Linked DNA regions of Zea mays: region 1 is linked to region 2. Evidence: chromatin contacts called from public Hi-C data. All regions are on one chromosome and are shown on one strand. The core of a region is the stretch at or near the end of the contact, and the rest is flanking DNA. Distances in the headings are between cores, read along the strand shown. Region 1 holds the start of LOC100284123. Region 2 holds the start of LOC100280406.

Evidence for each region. Hi-C and Micro-C count contacts between places; a contact is called where the count stands out from the background.
Region 1: a contact with region 2 is called in a Hi-C map of ear, with 4 times the contacts expected there. The contact joins the promoter of LOC100284123 here to the promoter of LOC100280406 in region 2. A contact is called at or near these places in 10 of 25 Hi-C or Micro-C datasets (bundle sheath, ear, endosperm and 3 more).

What each region holds. Positions count from the first base shown.
Region 1 is chr5:176,840,501-176,844,995 of Zm-B73-REFERENCE-NAM-5.0, reverse strand. LOC100284123 reads left to right here and starts at 3,168. Exons shown (of 11, transcript NM_001371976.1): 1 at 3,168-3,255; 2 at 3,399-3,776. The coding sequence starts at 3,403. LOC107305671 (proline-rich family protein) reads left to right here and starts at 472. Exons shown (of 3, transcript NM_001320761.1): 1 at 472-790; 2 at 956-1,090; 3 at 1,226-1,692. The coding sequence starts at 566. The coding sequence ends at 1,561.
Region 2 is chr5:176,659,211-176,663,749 of Zm-B73-REFERENCE-NAM-5.0, reverse strand. LOC100280406 reads left to right here and starts at 2,083. Exons shown (of 6, transcript NM_001361069.1): 1 at 2,083-2,384; 2 at 2,482-2,693; 3 at 2,794-3,111; 4 at 3,185-3,259; 5 at 4,268-4,342. The coding sequence starts at 2,183.

The sequences.
Region 1 (4,495 bases), core at 1,919-4,418, 180 kb before region 2:
CATGTGTTTAACACTGGTTCACAAATGAAAAGCCTTTGCTACTGAACTGAGCTGTGCCAGGCTTCTTTACCTTTTTAGAACAGTCACCACTCTTTACATGTAACGATGTAAACGTGATGAGGCAAGACACTTCGATTTTCAAGGGTGGGCGTGGGCCGCGGGCCAATGTTGCTGTTACCGTGCTCTTTCGTTGAGTAAAGCAGCTGCCGACGATGACTGCTCGGAGAGTTTCAGTTCTGCTACGATTTTCAGGCAATGCCAAGGCCCGAAAGGTCGCCGCTTGGTTTGCTGGACGGGCCACGCCCACGCCCAAGGCCCTCCGCCGTCCGCCGTTCTCTTCGGTCGGCAGCCTGCGCGGCAACGTGTACGTGCTGGCGACCACAGACCCAAGCACCGGAAAGATATTTCTTTCTGCTCACGGCTAACGGCTTATACGCACACAAAAGAGAGGGTCTGGTGTGTGGATGATTCCAGTCCTCCTCCTGTTCTTTGTTTCCCGTCCCATCGTGTGTGAGCGCGTCTGCTGGTCTGCCAAGAGGAGGAAAGGAAGGAGGAGCAAGTAGAGATGGCTTGCCCTGCGCAGTCCATGCTCTCCGCCAGCGGCTGCATCTTCCTGAGGAGCAAGCCTCAGGCGGCATCCCAAGTGCGAGGGGGCATCATCGGCGGTGGCCGCAGCAGCAGGCCGTTCCTGCTCACCTGCAACGCTTCCTCTTCTCCGTCCCCTTCCTCGCCGGCGCCGGCGCAGGAAGACCCCGACTGCAACGAGGAGGAGTGCGCCCCGGAGAAGGAGGTACCGCTCTCCTCCTCTTCCCTTCGCCAGCTGTCTTGGAACTCTGCGTGCCTCGTTGCGGCAGCAGTAGTAGATAGATGCTTACGCCGGCACAGCAGAGAGCGGAATTGAAGCAGCAACGAGAACGAGATGCCATTGCCATTTCTGTGGTGCGCATGCATGCAGGTCGGGAGCCTGAGCGCCGAGTGGCTGGCCGAGGAGAGGACCCAGGTCGTCGGCACTTTCCCTCCCAAGAAGAAAGGGTGGACCGGCTTAGTGGAGAAGGACACCGCCGGCCAGACCAACATCTACTCCGTCGAGGTAACCCTTCGATACAAATCTAATTCTGCGGCCACTTCACTCACTGTGGTGTAACCTCAATCTTTCTGTTCCTGGATACAAGATAGCTTTATTATACGATACATCACCTCCTGCCATGCCAACTGATTTGCACAGCCGATGGTGTACGTGGCCGAGAGTGCCATCAGCTCCGGCACGGCGGGTACGTCGGCGGAGGGCGCCGAGAACACGGCCGCCATCGCCGCGGGGCTCGTCCTCATCACCGTAGCCGCGGCCTCGTCCATCCTCATCCAGGTGAACAAGAGCCAGGTGCCGCAGGTGCCGGAAGCCGCCTACAGCGGCCCGCCGCTCAGCTATTACGTCACCAAGTTCCAGCCGGCGGTGGCTGCGCCGGCGCAGACCCTCGAGGCCCCCGCCCCCGACGAGGCACAAGACGGCGCCGCCGCCACCGTCGAGGCTCCGGAGGTACCGGCACCGCAGCTGTCGTCGTGAGCTGATTCGGTTTTGTGGCATGCAGCTTTATACTACGGATGAGCCAGTAGCGCATGATGATGGAAGATATGAATCCATGATACAAGCATTTCGGAATTGTATTAAAGTTTGTATATACACATGCATTCAGCTCGCGCATTCTGTATGCTTATTTGAATTCAGACATCACGGCACTCCCACAAACCATTCAGTTGTAACAAGGTGAACATACCATTTTCACGCGTAGTATTTGAACATAATTTTTATTTTTTTGGGGCTCACTCGTACTACATGAAACGAATTCAAACAACGACAAAAATTGGAGCGAAGTGGTTACGTTCACCGTACTCCAGAATTAAACAGTAACTTAATAAAGACCCTAGTCAATATCTCTCTCCTTCATGGCGTGATGCGAGACAAGCATGCTGCAAACAAGAGAAAAAAAATAACCAACCAATGTTATAAAATAAAATAATAAATATTTACAAAACAAAGTAATTGTCATTAAATTAGTTATAAAATATACTTTCTATATTAAATCTAGTTAGAAATAGAAATGTTATTACTATTTATTTTAAATCTGGAGTTTGACCGACATATATCCCTATTTATAATCTTTTCGGGAGGAAGGGAGTAAGGCGATGTTTAGATCCGAGTGGCAAATAATTTATCGGCTAATTCTAGCACCTTGGTATCTAAACTGGCTAATAAATTGATTAATTGTTAGCAAGTTATAGCACCTTGGTATCTAAACTGGCTAATAAATTAATTAATTGTTAGCAAGAGGACTGACAAACTATTTGTCCATTAGTCATGACCTTGCTAATAGATCATGTAAATAGAAAAGATATCTATTAGTCAAGATTCCAAACATACTCTGACTAATTATTGCTAGTTAATTATTTATCGGCTAATTATTAGCTACTGGCAAACAATTAAACGCGAGGATCTAAACGGGGCTAAGACACATCACTCACCAATCACCATTTCCGGTTCATCACCGACCTGCCCATTCGTTCTAGAACAACTTTACTCGATTTTTTCGGACCGGAGAATTGAGATAATTAGAAATTCATGTAATGAGAATCAGGATCAATGTATATCCGTCTAAAACTTTAACCCGAAAATTTGGGTACCTAAAAATTCGAACCCAGGTTCATCGATTACCGGATTGTAGTATTATACAACAAAGAAACATAAAATTGAAGTAAACGTTACATGTAATAAAATAATATGGTTTTTCAGCAAGTTGTTAGTCTGCTTTTATAGTCGCACTATACTACTCACAAGTCTCACACATATTATTAAATCAGCATACATATTTATATTAATTTGTTCCAAATAATAGATTTATATTTAATATCGAGACATTTCGAGTAATTTAGTATCAGGTTGTATTACTCAAGCTATCCAAAATTAATTTACATTATTATAATTGCTGTCCGAAATTCTGATTGAGTATTTTGGTTTGGGTACTTAGGTTCGGTTAATTCAGGTTTTGAGTTTAGGTTTTAGGGTATTTTGCCCACCACAAGGCCTCAATTTACTAAACCCCAAGAAAACATGCAAATCACACTCCAGTTGCTTGCCTGGTCTCTCCAACTCACCCTTTTTCACCTTCGGCAGTCTGGCTCCATCCGTCTCCTGCACTGACCTTTTCCTCCACGTTTCCGGCAACTGCAAGCAACCACTGATCCAGCCCGTTCTGTGTCCCGGTAAGCTCAGCTCCCATACAATCGTCGTTCCCGCAATTTTCTTAACGAACGGGTTTGGTCGGGATCGGAGTTTGCTTTCACCCAATTCGGTGATTTTTCCGCTTCGTTTTAATATACTGTTTTCCCTTCTCGGGAGTGGATAGGCGAATGGTGACGAACCAGGACGCGGATGCGGCAGCGCCAGGGGCAGGGGCAACGGTAGATCCGATGCGGCTAGCATCGCGGTGGCGATCCCGGCCAGAGTGGAACTGCGCGTCGGCGGAGCTGGAGGCTGAGCCGTCCGAGCTCAACACCGTCAACAGCTCGGGACTCTTCTCCGTCGTCTCTACCGACAAGTTATCGGTAAAATACCTCGGCAGCCATCACCACGGCCACGACGTCGGTGTCGTGCAGGCCGACCGTCCCGCGCCGACGCGCCGAGCCGTGTACTACTTCGAGATGGGCGTCAGGAATGCTGGATACAAGGGGCAGACATCCATTGGGTTCACGAGCGAGAGCTTCAAGATGAGGCGACAACCGGGGTGAGGACCCTTGCCTTGCCTTGCTGCCCTGTTTTTCTGATTATTAGTTTGGGTTTATGTTTTCTGCTGGGTCATTTATCATCAAGGTTTGTGATGTATTTTTCGGATAATTGCGTCGATTGTATAAATCTGTGTACAAATTGTTCCGGAAACATACAAATTTGTGACCATGATTGGTTATTTGTCACTTAAGTCTATTTCATGATATTGATAATTTGCCTTCTATGAGAATGTAGCTAAATTTCTAATTATAAGCTTAAAGAGTCTGTCCTGGCAGACTGACTACTGATTTATGGAATTTCTGTAGGTTAACTATAAGACCCATTTTTTTCCTTTGCATTTTAAGATGTCCTGGAAGGTAGGTCAACCATGGAAGCAATTTTCTTAATAAGGCAGGTCATGGAGCAATATAAGGAACAGAAGAAGGACTTGCACATGGTTTTTATCGACTTAGAAAAGGCTTAGGATAAAATACCTAGGAATCTCATGTGGTGGGCATTGGATAAGCATAAAGTCCCAACAAAGTATGTTACGCTCATCAAGGACATGTATGATAATGTTGTGACTAGTGTCCGAACAACTGATGGTGATACATATGTTTTCCCGATTAACATAGGACTACATCAAGGTTCAGCTTTGAGCCCTTATCTATTTGAGCCATAGAATCAAAGCGGGGTGGATGAAATAACGTCAAGCATCAGAAGTCCTATGCGACAAAA
Region 2 (4,539 bases), core at 834-3,333:
GGGACCAACTCCACGACTTCCATCGAAGTCTTCCCGGACTTCGGCGTGAAAGTGCATGATCCGAATTGAGCAATCTCATGTCCAATTTTTCTCTCCTGCCAGTGCAGACAGTAATGCTTAGCGAAGACCTCCACCGAAGGCTGACCGCCATACGATGTCGTTGCCCAGACATACTTCGCCAACGCCACCACAGCGTTTGGTGTCAGTTGGTGAACCTGGACTTCGAACTTCTGCAGAACCTCCGACACAAAACGGTGCGCAGGCAAGCGAAGGCCGGTGATGAAAAATGCCTCGAAAACAACCAATTCGCCCTCGGGCTTGGGAACCTCCTCTGCCCCCGGGACGCGCCCAACCCCGCCGCCAAAATACCCCAACTGTTGCATATCTTGCACGCAGACCGACGACATCCGCCGTCCGCGAAACACCAAATTCCACCGTATCACCCGGCCGTAACTCTGCCGCCGCCACAGTGCCCGAGGTATCTTCGGACGACGCCTCGGCCGTCGGTGTGGTCGCAGCAGACGAGGAGGAAGATGGCATGGCTACGTACCGTCGACGGTGGCGTGCGGTCTGCTTCACGCGGGCCAGATCTCCGACGAACAGGAGCAAGGAGGGCACACGAGCAAGCGAGCAGTTTGAAAAGGAGGTTAGGGTTTTCGCGGTGCGCGGAAGGGTAAATTTCAACCTGCGCCGCCCCCACCCCCTTTTATACACAGGGCGCGACGCTTAGGGAAACCCGCAATCCAACAGTACGCCGTCAATCAACGGTCATGTCAAAAACCCCCGCGGAACCACTTCGAGCGAGGGCAGCGTCTCCACCATCTAGCGACGCCTTCGGCACTAGATGACTTAGTCGAACTGGTCCCTCGGAGGGCAAATGTTGGGGCGAAGGCGAAGACGCCACCCTTCGCTCGATGCCTTCGCCAGTCTCGCTGCACCAACGGAGAAAAGACAACCGACAGACCCCTTCGCTCGATGCCTTCGCCAGTCTCGCTGCACCAACGGAGACAAGACGACTGGCAGACTCCACCCTTCGTCCAATGCGACCGAGGAACAAAGGCTTCTGGCGAGGTCGTCCCATCCCGCGGCGTCGTCCAACACGAAAGCCCACGTGCAATCTGGCCCATTATAACAGGCCCTGCGTGGCCGCGGAGCATTACGGGCCTGATTTGTAAAGGCTTCTCTGTAATTACAGTCTGTAACCCTACTTTAATGGGAATATTCCGGGGATAACCTGGGCGCTTGAGGGCACATGCGTACTTAACCCGAGGCGCTAGGCATTCGAGCACCTATAAATACCCCCGCACAGTGCCCTTGTAAGGGGAGATCAAGAAAGCAATCGCCCTCTTGAGCAAAACCTTGTCTGCATTACTTCTACTCCCCCGTTGGATCAAACTTGCTCGGGAGAACAAGTTCCAACAACTCCCACAGGAGAAGAACAGGTGGCCCAGGAGGAGCCGCACAACGAGGAGTTCGACTTGATCTAGGTGGCGTCTCTGAGTCGACTTTATGGCGCCAAGGATGAACCTTAGTTCGCTTTATGTTTATCTTTTATTTTCATGAGACTTCCACTATGTAATAATTACTTTTATGATATTGTGACATTTATCTCTATATATTCTGTTGTTATATGTGTTGTTCTTCTTTGACGCATATATGAGATGCACCCGGCTTTATCCTTAAATCCGGTGCGACAAATTGGTCTTATATCTTTTTGATTGATAAGTTTTGTAATGGTTATATAGAAGACTTTAAACAATTAGCATAACTTGTTACGTTGAAAAACCAATATATCAATAAATTTAATATTATATAGATATATATAAACATCTTATATATACTATTCTTTATTATGCCACGTGTATACTTCCACTGGTAACGAGAAAATGATGGAGTTGCACAGAAGTGTGGCCCATTATTTTTGCTACGAACTCGAAGAGAACTTATCGGCCCGTGCTCCTGCGCAGGCCCAGCCCATGGAAACACGCGGACACCTTAGCGGGCCCACATTGCAGGCGCCGTTGTCCGGGGTACTAGGTAGGTCTTTCTCCTTGCAATCTTTCCGTTTCTTCGTTTGATTCCCTCCCGCCGCCGCCGCTGGAGACGCCCAACCACGACAGCGCCCCAGGGTTCGTCCTCCCGCTGGAATAGTAAGTGACCGGAGAAAAGCAGCACAAGAGAGATGTGGTATCTATGCGTCTTCTACCACAGGCTCCTGGACTACCGGCGACCGGAGGTGGAGTCCCTCGCCGAGCTCTTTGCCGGCCCAGGCGCCCGTGAATCCGTCGAGTGGCGCATGCCGGAGAACCACCACGTAGACTCCCCCTTCCACCTCGTTCGCCTCCCTGGAGACGAGCGCCTCGCCGCTCAGGTCGCCAACCGCAGTAAGCGCGGGCTCAAGTCCTTTATACTTTCCAGTCTTCTCCTCATGTTCCCGTTTATTGATTCCTCTGCGTGATTCACTGCCGTCGTGCGGGGTAGGCTTGTTGGTGAAGGGGGTCTACGAGCTCTGGGGCTATGGCACTACCTACGAGGAGCTGGAGAAGTCGGTCAGGGAGTACCCCGACGAGAGGAAGCTTCCGTTCCTGGTCCCGGAAAGCAGCTTCAAGATCGTTATCGACAGCTTCGGCAAGGTGATCAGCTCCCAAGAGCAGAACGAGATCATACAGAGCCTCACTTACATACCATTCAAGGTTGATGACATTATTTTCTCCATTTCTATTGGTGCTGATCTTGTGGATGCTGAATGGTATCAGTCGCCTAACCAGGCTTCACCTTTTTGTTTCCTTTCAGGGACGTGTTAATTTGAAGAAGCCTGATCACAGATTCTTTGTCATGGAGACCGATGACTATGGGTCGAACAATGGTCTCCCACCGGTTGTCAAGAGGTCGATATTCTTTGGCCGGGAGGTTGGAGCAGCTGATAGGCATCTCCTGCCAACATACCAGCTCAAGAGTAGGAAGTACATTGGCCCCACTGCAATGGATGCTGAAATGGCTTTCCTCATGGCCAATCAGGGTCTGGCCTCGCCTGGGAAGCTTGTCTATGACCCTTTTGTTGGGACCGGGAGCATTTTGGTTGCAGCTGCACATTTTGGAGCTATGACGATGGTTTGTGTTTCTGCGAATAAATATACTTTTTAATTTTGTTAGTCTCTATGTCTTTCTGATAAAGGCTTTTCAGGGTGCAGATATTGATATAAGGGTTGTACGGGATGGTCGTGGCCCCAATTGCAATGTTTGGAGCAACTTTGAGCAGGTAATTTCACACTGTTATCTTCAATCAGTTCTTGCATGTTATTGTTGTCTCTATAGCCCAGTCATCTGCAATTTGTTTGGAATTATGAGCCTCATGAAAAGGATATGTACAGAAATTATGGTGGGTGTTATAACTGATGGTGGCAAGTGGCAACAGTGATTTCCCTGAAACGACAAATACTTTTTTTGAACTTTTATCCTCTATATTTATGACTTTTGTTGATTTTATCTCTAGCTATCTCAACAAACCAGTGACACTCATAAGTTGGTCTAGCGATACTAGATTTGAGACTCCATACCATAGTTCTACCAATAGAGATGAGACAGGGTTTTGTTATTCTTTTATTTATTTAAATTGATTCAATTGGAGTATGTTGGAATATAATATAAGTGAATTGTCCACTCCTCCTATTAGCTTAAGCTTTTGGGTTAAATTGGTTGGTGCATGCAACTTAATTGTTAGAGTATATTAGACATGTTAGAGTATATTAGGCAACTCCTGATATGGTTGGTTTAGGATTGAGTGTAATCCCGGGATACCTTCCTTATATCTAGGATAACCTTCCTTATCTCTAGTATAGGCTTCTTGCCCTCCAAGTCATGTACTCCTATATATTCTCTCTAGAGGCTCAATGCAATACATTCCACACATTATACGCATTATACACATTATACTGCTGAGTGAGAAATCAAACGAGATCTGTGCAGGCAAGATTTTGTCTTGCTTCCAAGGGAGAGCTATTTCTGCTTGCTTGGGCTGGCAGGGCAAGGCTTTCTCTTGTGGGCAAGGCAAGGCAAGCCAACACAGGAATCTAACATGCCCATGCTTGTTATATTAGTCTCATTATGCCATGATTTTTTTTGACTTAATAGTTCAAGTCGTGGAAAACATCCATGTTTAGTTATTCACCTTTTCTTTTTGGAAAGAATATTTAGGGATTTATTTGTTAATTAAATGGCTGGAATGCTAGATTTAATGCTAAGCACTAACATGTTGTCTGTTTATCAGTATAAGTTACCAGAGCCTTTGTGTTTGCTAAGGGCAGACAACAATCTCCCACCCTGGCGTCCTGGATTGAAGGAGGTAACACTTGTGCATCATTTACTATTAGTGTATGAACTGAAAGTGTGAGGTAACCTTTTCCACAAAATGCACAATATAGAACTTGGGTAGATTGCCTTTAGTGCTAGAACCAAACTATTTTTTTGTGGGTGTGGGACAGCACAGGGGGAGGGGTGTTCTAAAATGTCCTCGTGATTACTGCTATCACTTAATCTGAA